Regions from separate parts of the Mus musculus genome. Here regions 1, 2 and 4 are each linked to region 3. Evidence: chromatin contacts called from public HiChIP or PLAC-seq and promoter capture Hi-C data. All regions are on one chromosome and are shown on one strand. The core of a region is the stretch at or near the end of the contact, and the rest is flanking DNA. Distances in the headings are between cores, read along the strand shown. Region 1 holds the start of Fam183b (family with sequence similarity 183, member B). Region 2 holds the start of 4933439C10Rik (RIKEN cDNA 4933439C10 gene). Region 3 holds the start of Fam83g (family with sequence similarity 83, member G). Region 4 holds the start of H2bu2 (H2B.U histone 2).

Region 1 (2,802 bases), core at 62-2,561, 2.9 Mb before region 3:
GTCTTCCTTCTTCTTGAGTTTCATGTGTTTTGCAAATTGTATCTTGGGTATTCTGATCAAAGAAAACACATGGAGGGACTCGTGGTTCTAGCTGCATATGCAGCAGAGGATGGCCTAGTCGGTCATTAATGGGATGAGAGGCCCTTGGTCCTGTAAAGGTTCTATGCCCCAGTATAAGGGACTGCCAGGGCCAGGAAGCAGACGTGGGTGGGTGGGGAGCAGGGGGAAAGGGGGAAGGATAGGGGATTTATGGAGGGGAAATTAGGAAAGGGGATAGCATCTGAAATGTAAATAAAGAAAATATCTAAAAGAAAAGAAAAGAAAAGAAAAGAAAAGAAAAGAAAAGAAAAGAAAAGAAAAGAAAAGAAAAAAAGAAAAGGAAAGAAGGTGAATGGCCTAAATGGATAGAAGGTCTGTGTGTGCATTCTGACCTTTTACTGGGCTGTGCAGATGTTAATTGGGAGAAGTGTGGGATGGCGGTGACCAGCATGTGCAATGAGGTGAAGTGGTATCCGAATAACTGCTTACACAGGATGATTAAACCAGGCCAGCATTGCAGCAGAGGATGGGAGAGATTCACCCAGCTGCTCCAGAGAAGGCAGCTGGGAGGTGGTGGGACACATAAGTCTGTTTCAGGCCCAGAAGCATTTTCACAGAGCTCTGTGAAGTCCCAGAGGAGGGAAGCCATGGGAGGCCAGGGGGAGGGGTGACTTTGCTGGGGTCAGGGTGAGGAGGATGGTCAAGCTCTGCACCTGGTAGCCCACCACTTCTAAGTCTTAAGGAGGGCTGTAGCAAAAAAATCAAAGCAATAATAACAAACCATACAAAGACAAACCCCTTTGGGTATATTAGGAAGAGACCAAACTACTAACAAAAAGCAGACATTAAAAACCCTGGGCAATTGTTTGAAAAGCAAAACTACCCCATTAATCATCTCTCTTTATTCTACATCTAAAATGTTTAATTCTGGATGCATTTTAATGTATCTCTTGTGCCTGGGGTGACAAGGGGAGCGATTCCCTCAAAGCTTAGCTGTCTGAACTCTAAAGAGATAACCTGAGGCAGAGGACACGTGCTCTCCCACCCCTCCCAACCCTCTTGGGCCAGCTCACCCTTGCGCAGGGGATTCACGTGATACTGCGTGTACAGCTTCTGTGCCCGTAGCTCTTTGAGAAAGAGTTCCCGCAAGATCTGATTCTGGTGAACTTCATCCTGATTCTTCATCTGCCCCACACGTCCTGCCATGGCCATGTTTTTGCTCTGAGAAGTCAAGCTATCTGCCCTGCCCTTACCAGGAGAAAGGTCGTCTTCTACAGTTTCCAGGCAACGGATGTTCCTCTTGTGTTCAGGCCACAGCGTCCTTTCTGTCTCTAGGCAACAGCGCCCAGGCTCGGAGCACCACCTGCCCAGAAAGCCTTTCCCTGGCTTCTGTCCACTCCACCCCTCCCAGCTCTCAGGCTGCTGGTATCTATTAGGCCTCCTCCAATGTCCTCAGACCCAGATTCAGCCTCTGGATCTAGAGTCACCCCTGTGTCCTGTGCGCTGCTAGGAAAGAGCTGCCTTTCTTTGGACCACCCAGGAAGAAGAGGCTGAAACGTGCACCTCAGCATGACTGGTCGCTTCCTAGAGATGATTTGGGGAGGGGCCAGAGCCAATAGGTTTGAAAGTAGGTGCTCAGAATTAAAATAAACAAAAACCACCTCTAACACACACATGCACACTGGTGGGTGGGGAAACAGAAAGTAAAATAATCTGACTGGTACACGGAAACAAACAGGACCACTACCCTTCCTAACCTAAGTAATTTGACATCTTAATGATTTATTTCATTATTTTTACAACACTAGGGGTTGAACTCAGCGCTTCTGCATGCTGCGAAGCTGCTTCAGCCCTGAGCGCTATCTCCAGCCCTTCCCTTCTTATTTTAAGACAGGACCACACTAAGTTGCCCAGGCAGAGGTTGGACTTGCAATCCTCCTGCCTCCGCCTGCTGAGTTGCTGGGATAATAGGCCTGCCCCACCAGACCCAACTACTTTCAATGATTGGTTGTGGTAAAATGCACATCTTCTAAGATCTCCTGTCTTCGATATTCTCAAGCATCCGGTCCAGCTGCATGAAGTAGGGGCATAGTGTGAAACCCAGCTCTAAAACTCACCCTTAGGCAACTGTCCTCTGACACCCCACTCAACTGACAACCACCACCTTTCTTTTTATTCCTATGTTCAACCCCTAAGCATCTTCTATAACATGATTTATTTTTAAATAGCCATAAGTAACCTACAGTAGGGAAAGGATCCACCCTGGCTTTGATGAGCAGATAAACACAGATGCTAAAACGTGTGATCTTTTATCCATTCACTCATTTATGACCCAGAATGTTCGATGTGTGATAGACAGTATTGCACTCGTTAGGTGTGCGGCCATTGCTGCCCAATCCCCCACATCTATAGAAGACATCATAGTTTTTTTCTCTCGGCTTTTCTCCTCAGCCTGCTGGGCTCTTTGCCTCTTGGATACCCCACATTTATGTGAGCTCACATGCAATCGCTTTTCAAAAGCCTTAGCAGGCTGTAGAGTCCTTCTCTGTTGGTGCTTTATTGCAAACTTAGTTACTTCACTAAATGTACTTGTTTATGCCTAAGCTACCTAAGGTGAGACACATCCTCCTCCCGCCTCTCCCCTCCCCCCACCCTCACACCACATTCCCAGTCCCCAGCACAGTAGAGGCAGGTATGTGTTTGGTGTTTTGTGTGTGACTGGGTGTCTGCAGTTCTGTTTGCTTGCATCATTATATTATATAG
Region 2 (2,700 bases), core at 107-2,606, 2.2 Mb before region 3:
CCGTGGAACAATGTCACTCTGCCAGGGACAGAAACTTTCACTCTGTGCTGGCAAGGACAAAAACTCCCAGGTACAGAAGGAACTCAGAGCGTTAAAGTAAGACTTGTATTTAAAACCACCAATGCTAGGCCTGGGGGTACAGCTCAGTGTCAGAGTTGCAGCTAAGACTGTGCCTCTTCCCCATACAGTGCTTTATGACAAGCCTTACACGCACCTGGTCCAACACAGGGGCTGCAGAAGCAGCTGAGTGGTTGGTTGAGAGTACACACTACTTTTCCCTCTGTCCACAAAGTCCTGTAAGTGTTTCCCACACCCTCTTCGAGCCTCCATGGGCACCGCACCCAAGGGCATAGACTCACACAAAGATATCTACACAGGTATACATGTTATTAAAAATTTAAATCTCAAAAAAAATTTTTAAGTTCTTGTTATATAGTTAAGTGTGCAGGTGCGTGCATAAGTGTGTGTGTGTGTGTGTGTGTGAGTAAAAGGGGCTGGAGGGAAGGGAAGGGGGTAGTTATGTAATTATATTTTAGTACCTAAAAATGTGGCTAAAAAAAAAAAAGCTACTAGTGTTCCGTCTGAGCCTATCCCTTGTTTTCTCCAGATTCTCCTTAAGGCAGTGGTACACATAGTGACATTGTGGCCCTTCCTGGTCATGAGAGAGGAGGCAGTCACCGCCAGGCTTTCAGCCCGACTATCACATACACAATCCAGCAAACACACCAGGGGCACAGTATATCACGGTCTCTCCACTTGACCCACACTTTGGAACACTCGGAGAAAAGGTAAACGGAGTCACCGAGTTGGGCTCTCGGGATTCCGGAAAAGCCCAGGCAGGGCCGCTCACTGCCTGGCCCTTTACACCCTCACCTGGAAGAGACTCCCAGCGGGGCAGCACCACTTTGCTGGAAGACAAGCGATACCAGAAAGCCACCAAGCAACCGAATAACAACCTGGAACCTCAACTTTTCTGTATTCCTCTGATTGCCGAAGTAAAGGCAGACACCCGACGCGAGCTTCTGAAAGCAACAGGCTGTGAACCTCGACTACTCTCACGTCTTACTCCCGTATTAAGAACCCAATCCGGGCCCCGCCCGCTCTCTCCTGCTTCCTCCGCCCACTGTCTCCCACCTGCTGGGCCCTGAATGGCTCAGGTCTACACTTAGGATAGTGTGTCCAGGGTCCCACCCTCAGCACCCGGTTCTGCTGGGGGACTGCTCTCAAAGAGCCCTAGGCCAGACAAGCGTGTGCCTCTTTGTCACTCTGGCACCTGGCGCGCAGGAGCCTCGGGAGCGGAAGCTTTATGAATGAACTACCGTTAGGGAGGGGAGGGCTCCCGCAGGGGCGGGGCTTGCCCAAAGCAGTTATTGAAGGCGCAGGATCCCAGGGAAGGAATGAAGAGCAGGAGGAGGAGGAAGAGGAGGGTGTTTTAGGCCAGGAGAACTATGGGGTTTCTGTCGCTTCCACTCTTTCAGATTTGCTGGCTCTTTCCTTCGAAGCCCGGGACAGCAGGCGAGCAGATCCTCACCTTCCAGCTCGGTCTCTCTGGTGTTTTGGCAGAGGCGGCTCCAATGCATGGGCCAGACTCGGTCCCTGGCCAGGCCAACCCTGTCTCGGGATCCTCTAGAATGCATCAGCTGGGCTTGGGAGCGAAGGGAGACGCCTGGAAGAGAATTGTATTGCTTCATCCCCGAGGGCACCTATGAGGACGCGGCTCTGGGAGCAGGGATCTGGGCCCGGACGCGGGAAGAGGAGAACAGGGAGCAGGACCCAGGCGCGGGCTGGGGATCAGAGCGCGGGAAGTGGGGAGCGGGTTCCGGGTTCAGACAGCGGGGCATGGGAAGCCGGGCCACAGTATACTCACCGCTGCGCAGCGTCCCGGTTGGCGGGCCGCGTAGGCCGGGCCGCCGCGGAAAGGAAAGGCCGGAGCCCTCCGGCTCCCTCCCCTGGGACACTTCCTGCACCGCTCTAGGACCGAGGAGGTCTCCTCATCTCAGTGGTTCGCTTCCCCGCCTCCTGGCCGAGGTGTACGCGGGGGGGTGACATCCGACACCCCCGGCCCGCCTGGACCGCCCCGCCCCGCCCCGCTCCGTGCTCTCCCGGCCTGGGCCCGGGGCCCGGGCTTTAGCTTTGTGGGCCTTCCTAGCGGGCTCGGGATGCGCGCGCGCGCCCCGGCGGGACCCGGGCGCTGGGGGCCAGTTCGCGCGGCCACCAGCCAGGGAGGCCGGCTTGGGGCTTTGCTCTTCTCTGCTCCTCTTGTGTGGGCGCAGGGAAGGGCTGGTCTGGCGGCGCTGGCGAAATGCCAGAATTGGGAGGAGGAGGGATGAGGTGTAAGGGGATCTCCCAGTGACCATTTGCATCCCGTGTGTGCTGTTGTGCCCCAATCCCTTCCAGCCGCAATTCCATTTCAAAGCCAACGCTGCCAGAGCCACCCAAATCGGTAGGACTGGAGAAATGCAGACCCAGCGATCCACGGTGCTCGCCGAAGCAGCGGCCCGCGGCTTCGTGGCATGGAGATGATCTACGATTTCTCTGTTTAAGGAAGACTGTAGCACTCTGGGTCCCTCTGAGCACCAGGATAGTCCTGGTGAGTACGGAGAGAGAAGGTTGCCAATCCTGAGAGTATGAGTTGGGGAGCTTGTCGCTGGCTTAATGCATAAACACAGGACAGAGTGACTTAAGTCACGGAGAGTGAGA
Region 3 (2,700 bases), core at 24-2,523:
GTACAAGACTCACACTCATCACTGCCCCTCTCTGCTCCTTGGGAATGGGAGGTAAGGAGGTGACTCAGGTGCCCGAGGTGGGCAAGAGTGCCAAGCAAGAGCAGGTATGAACCACAGTGTTCACCCAGTGTAAGGCCTGATGAGGACTTTGAGGCTAGAGGTGAAGGGTTTGAGTCTGGGGATCAGTGGTGAGGACTCCAAGGATGCTAACTAGGCTTTGAAGCTTTGAAAGCAGTGAATGCAGGGCAAGGAGGCCTTACTGGAAAATGAACAGTGAGGACATGTCTGGAGGGTACAATGTTGCCATTAGCTTGTCCTCATTAGGTTAAGGCCAGGGTCCACTGGGACTCAAACCAGCTCTATCCTGACCCAGAGATGGTAAGTAGGCTAGAAAGACAGGGCAGTATTGGCCTGGTGTCCTGAAACAAGAAGCTTCAGGAAGGAGCCCTTTGCCAAACTGCACCTGACATCCTGCCCTCAGATAAGGACCTAATGGTCTCCATCACTGGGGAACAGCCAAGAGCTGCGTTTGAGCACAGCTTGGTTCTCTCTACCCTTTTCTGGCGCAGGGTTCAGGCATGTGAGGTGCACCAGGTTCTGCTAGGTGGGATCCCAGCAAGCAGTTGGGCTCAGGACTAATCTGTATCTGGTCTGTGCACATGGAGAGCAAGAGTGTGGAAGCAGTTGGAGCTGGAGCTGGGCCTCGGCCCACGACCCAACCTTCAGTCTACAACTGGACAGCTGAGCATCCCACCCGCAAGACAGAACCGGGCCAGAGATGGACCAGGATCGCCAGCGGGACTGGGGGGCAGAGGAAGACTTCCACGAGGCTTAGAGGCAGCAAATTGTCCAGCCTTGCGCCGTCTGAGGAGATGAATCAGCTTCCGGCTCCGCCCCCGGGGCCGCACGTGACCCCAGGTGAGGGTGGCAGGGTGGGCGGGACCGCCCTTAGTCACCGGCGGTCCAGCCCGGTGCCACCACCAACGCCTGTGGTTCCTCGGGTCGTCCGGTCTGCACGGCGCCACCTGCTTGGTAAGCAAGTCCCTCCTCCGGGTTTGCGAGCCTCACTTGGGCTGGCGTCCCGGCTCTTACTCCGGACTGGGGCGAGGGTCCCCGTCAGCCCCAGCTTATTCCCAGGATTCCGAGAACCTCAGGCGGATCCCAAGACAGAGGCAGAGGACAACCGCGGCCCTGGACGGCTCTGGCTAACCTCGCCACGCCTCGCTCCGCCCACACACTACCCGCCACGCCCCTTCCTTCGCCACGCCCCCGCCCGCCCTCTGACCCCGACCGCGGTCTTTTGCTGATTCCCTCAGGTGCGGTTCTCAGAGGCGCCGAGGCCCCGGAGCCTGAGAGCGCGGTGCCCGTCGGGCCGCGTTCCCACAGCGAGGGCCACCATGGCCTTCTCCCAGGTGCAGTGTCTGGACGACAACCACGTGAACTGGCGATCCAGCGAGTCGAAGCCCGAGTTCTTCTACAGCGAGGAGCAGAGGCTGGCCCTGGAGGCCCTGGTGGCCCGGGGTCGCGACGCCTTCTACGAGGTGCTGAAGCGCGAGAACATCCGCGACTTTCTTTCGGAGCTGGAGCTTTCGCGTATCGTGGAGGCCATCGAGGTGTACGACCCGGGCTCTGAGGACCCGCGGGTCTCGGGCCGCCGCCCCGAACCCCAGGACAACGGAGGCGCGGATGCCAGCGAGGAGACCAGTGCGGCGGGCGGGCCCCCAGCCACGGAGACGCTGCCCTCGCTGGAGTATTGGCCCCAGAAGTCGGACCGCTCCATCCCGCAGCTGGACCTGGGCTGGCCTGACACCATTGCCTACCGAGGTGTGACCCGGGCCAGCGTCTACATGCAGCCACCCATCGACGGGCAGCCGCACATCAAGGAAGTGGTGCGCAAGATGGTCAGCCAGGCGCAGAAGGTGAGGCGCCACGGCGAGACCCCCATTCACCCAGCACGCATGGGCACCGAGACAGCCCCTGGACCTCTGACTGGCCTCTCGGTTGCCTCCTCCGGTGATCAGAAGCTGAATGTCCACTCCCTCTAGCAGGTGGCACTGGGCTTCCAGGCTGAGTGGGCTTCTGTGCCCTCCTGGAGTGTTTCTGAGTTCCCCAAATGCAAACCATGAGCTGTGTGGGAGGAATGCGGCCTTTCTCTCACCCACTCTCCCTTATCTCGTCTCAGACCCAGGAGCAGATAGAAGCTTGCACACATACATGAGCTTGCTGGCAGGGGTCTCGGGAGAGACGTGGAGGCTGGTCTGGAGCCCTGAGGAAATCTGCCTGCTTCCTAGCTGTGCTGTGTGGCTGGTGGTGGTTCTCCAAGCTTTTCTCTGAGTGCTACAGTAGCAGCAGCTGTCCAGGCCAGAGCAGGTGGTACCTATTGAAGGTTTTCACCAGTGGAAGAGGTGAGGGTATTTACTTAGGTTGTGGTTTGCCATCAAGAGGCTCTTCAGGCCTTGTGTGGATTCCCTTAGCTGACAGCCGTTGACTGGGCTGCACAGTGCCCGGCTTTGGGTGACTGCTCCATACTGACACACACACATCTTGAGAAGCTGTGTACAATGCTTGTACAGACAGTCAAACCATAGCTGGGTGGCCATGAATGAGCAGAGGTGTGCCTGATTTGACAGGCAAGGTAGCCCAGCAAGTTGCGATATATCTAGAGCAGGTCTGTCTTCAGGTGGTAGTGAGAGTGTTCCT
Region 4 (2,700 bases), core at 23-2,522, 2.7 Mb before region 3:
TTTTGTTTTGTTTTTACAGTGCTGCTTTGAAAGCATTTTCTCTTGCTGATAACCAGGAGTATGTTGTTGACAAATGAATTCATGATTCTGAGCATTGAGACATCCCAGGCACCAGCAGCCAGCTGAATAGGCTTCCAGGTTTGTTCTTTCACCAGGCATTGGTTGTGCATCTGCCAAGTGCCAAATTATCTTTCACCCCGCAGACACCTGAGCGACAGCCACATCTCTATGTGAGAGATTATAATTCTCTCTGTATTTCGGTGAGAGATAAAAAAAATGCATGTCGACGTGAATAGAGCTCATAGAAATTACGCACAAGTATGCACAGGGCACCTTGCCAGCCTCTTTACTTACATGAACTCACAGTATCTAAAAGGCATTACATCATCACATGAAGAAATGGAGATGCAAAGGACGTAGATTGCCTATCCCAGATATAGCAGCTAACTGACCTTCAGACCAGGATTTGTCAATCAGTAATATTCAGATCCTCACTCAGCGTATATTAAGGTAGGACATTAACAGTTTGCTTTTATAAAGCCAGCTCTCCAAGAGATGCTGAAATGTGAGCCATGAGAATATATAGCATTTTTTATTTTCTCTCAGTACCGTGCGGGGGCAGGGCAGGGCGGAGGGATGGTGTGCGTGAGCGCGCGCGCGCGAGAAATAGAGCGCTTCGTAACCTCCCTAACCTGCAGCGTCCTGTAATTATGGTACCCTTGCTTCAGCTCCAGACGTGATGGGCGTCCCAAGTATCATACCTTTCTCCAAATGAAAGTCTACCCAGTCACACACTTCCAGTAAAACAACCTTAGTTTGCTTTCAGATTTCCCAATTAACTGTTGGAATTTGGTCATGAATCCTCATAGAAATGATGGAGACTGACTAGAAACAAATGGAAGTCAGAAGCTGTCATTTCCTCCTCTAAGCAGGCAACAAGCTTCTCCCTCATTAGCTGAGGGTGAGAAAGAAATGGCTGGCGATTTAGCTCAACAAGGATCAGACCCAGCCGCAACGTTCCTTCACAGCCCGATGCACAGCCGGGGAAGACGCTAAATCGTACCCGTTGAAACAAAGGGTTCAGACAAAGATAAGACACCTGAGCTTGCTCTGCCAATACACTTTCGGATTGGTTGGGATACTGTCCAATAGGAAAGAAGAAGCGGGGTAACCTAGTTACAACATTTTATATTTGTCCAATCAGATAAGAGTACTTTGGAGCCTTCATTTAAATATAAAGATGACAAATAACCCTGCCTTCACCGTTTGCTTGTTCGTCTGGGTGCAGCCAGTGCAGCAGGATGCCGGAGCCTTCCCGCTCCACTCCCGCCCCGAAGAAAGGCTCCAAGAAAGCCATCACCAAGGCTCAGAAAAAGGATGGCAAGAAACGCAAACGGGGCCGCAAGGAGAGCTACTCCATCTACGTGTACAAGGTGCTGAAGCAGGTGCATCCGGACACCGGCATCTCGTCCAAGGCCATGGGCATCATGAACTCGTTCGTCAATGACATCTTCGAGCGCATCGCCAGCGAGGCCTCCCGCCTGGCGCATTACAACAAGCGCTCGACCATCACGTCCCGCGAGGTGCAGACGGCCGTGCGCCTGCTGCTGCCCGGGGAGCTGGCCAAGCATGCCGTGTCCGAGGGCACCAAGGCAGTCACCAAATACACCAGCTCCAAGTGAGGCGCGGCGAGAGCGCCCCCAACCCAAAGGCTCTTTTCAGAGCCACCTTCCAAGCTCAAAAAAGGAGCGTGCTACCTGAATAAGATTGTCATTCACTTGATGAACATTGGGATGGGCCGGGGGGGAGGGGGGTGTTGTACTGGACCTTGGGATCCTGAGATAATACCTCTTGTTCATAATGGTATTAATAAATTTGGTTCAATTTTGGCCACAGAGAGCGTAGTTTAATAGATGGCTCCTGGGGAAATTTGGTATGGATTGCGCGGTGGGAGGGAGGGTGGGAGGGAGGCTGTGTCAGCAACAAGATTTCTCTCCATTCCCCTCCCCCTGCAGAGTGCTGTGTGAGGCTCAGAGTGCTGCGCTCAGCGCTGATGCTGTTGGAGCCATCTTGCTCTATCCCCTTGCCAGAATTAAAATCTTCTGGCCAGAAACAGTTTAAGCAGGTTTTCTACTGTATTCTGCTCAAAATGCCTAACAGTGGGCTGCACAGCTCCTGTTCTCCAACCTGATCTAATTAAGCAACAATCCCGCCGGTGAAGATTCTGGTATTTTATCCGTAGAAGTATTTAAACAATGAAAGGTCTTTTTGTTTCATCTCAATGTATGCGTATGTATGAGAGTATCTGTCATATAAATGTGTGAATATATTAACAGAGCTCTAGTAAATGGTGAAACATCCTTTAAAATTAATTAGACCCCTTAAAATAACAAAAGGCTACGTACGTTGTATTCAGTGTAGGTTGCATTAAATGAATGAGGCTTGCAAGAATAGTACAAACTATTCGTCCTCTAAAAATCAAAGATCAGTGGTTCTTCACTGCATGTCGGAGAAGCCCATCTTCCATGAACTATTTGCCCCGGGTTCCGATTACACAGTGGTTTCACTGGTGAACAATGGCGGTCTTCCTCCTCACACCACCTCCAGCGACAGCCACTCACTTGTCAACATTTAACCTCTTACTGTCTCATACACGAAAGGCGAGTCTTTCTATTGGTAATTTCTTCTTAAAGAGACAGT

What was found. Promoter capture Hi-C pulls out the DNA fragments that hold promoters and counts their contacts. HiChIP or PLAC-seq counts read pairs in DNA pulled down with a chosen protein or histone mark.
Region 1: a contact with region 3 is called in a promoter capture Hi-C map of liver, with 2.7 times the contacts expected there. The contact joins the promoter of Fam183b here to the promoter of Fam83g in region 3.
Region 2: an H3K27ac HiChIP or PLAC-seq map of embryonic stem cells shows a contact between it and region 3, with 16 times the contacts expected there. The contact joins the promoter of 4933439C10Rik here to the promoter of Fam83g in region 3. A contact is called at or near these places in 1 of 39 promoter capture datasets (liver) and 1 of 115 datasets of contacts at active chromatin or transcription factors (embryonic stem cells).
Region 4: a promoter capture Hi-C map of liver shows a contact between it and region 3, with 2.4 times the contacts expected there. The contact joins the promoter of H2bu2 here to the promoter of Fam83g in region 3.

What each region holds. Positions count from the first base shown.
Region 1 is chr11:58,800,649-58,803,450 of GRCm38.p6, forward strand. Fam183b (family with sequence similarity 183, member B) reads right to left here and starts at 1,312. Exons shown (of 4, transcript NM_029283.3): 1 at 1,113-1,312. The coding sequence starts at 1,245.
Region 2 is chr11:59,504,297-59,506,996 of GRCm38.p6, forward strand. 4933439C10Rik (RIKEN cDNA 4933439C10 gene) reads left to right here and starts at 1,357. Exons shown (of 5, transcript NR_015585.3): 1 at 1,357-2,590. It overlaps Zkscan17 (zinc finger with KRAB and SCAN domains 17), which reads right to left and starts at 2,344. Exons shown (of 10, transcript NM_172941.4): 1 at 1,868-2,344; 2 at 1,532-1,666.
Region 3 is chr11:61,683,137-61,685,836 of GRCm38.p6, forward strand. It overlaps Fam83g (family with sequence similarity 83, member G), which reads left to right and starts at 1,274. Exons shown (of 5, transcript NM_178618.3): 1 at 1,274-1,919. The coding sequence starts at 1,398. The region is part of intron 9 of Slc5a10 (solute carrier family 5 (sodium/glucose cotransporter), member 10); the gene reads right to left.
Region 4 is chr11:58,947,639-58,950,338 of GRCm38.p6, forward strand. H2bu2 (H2B.U histone 2) reads left to right here and starts at 1,273. Exons shown (of 1, transcript NM_030082.4): 1 at 1,273-1,734. The coding sequence starts at 1,302. The coding sequence ends at 1,682. It overlaps Gm51864 (a long non-coding RNA gene), which reads right to left. Exons shown (of 2, transcript XR_003949558.1): 1 at 2,406-2,700.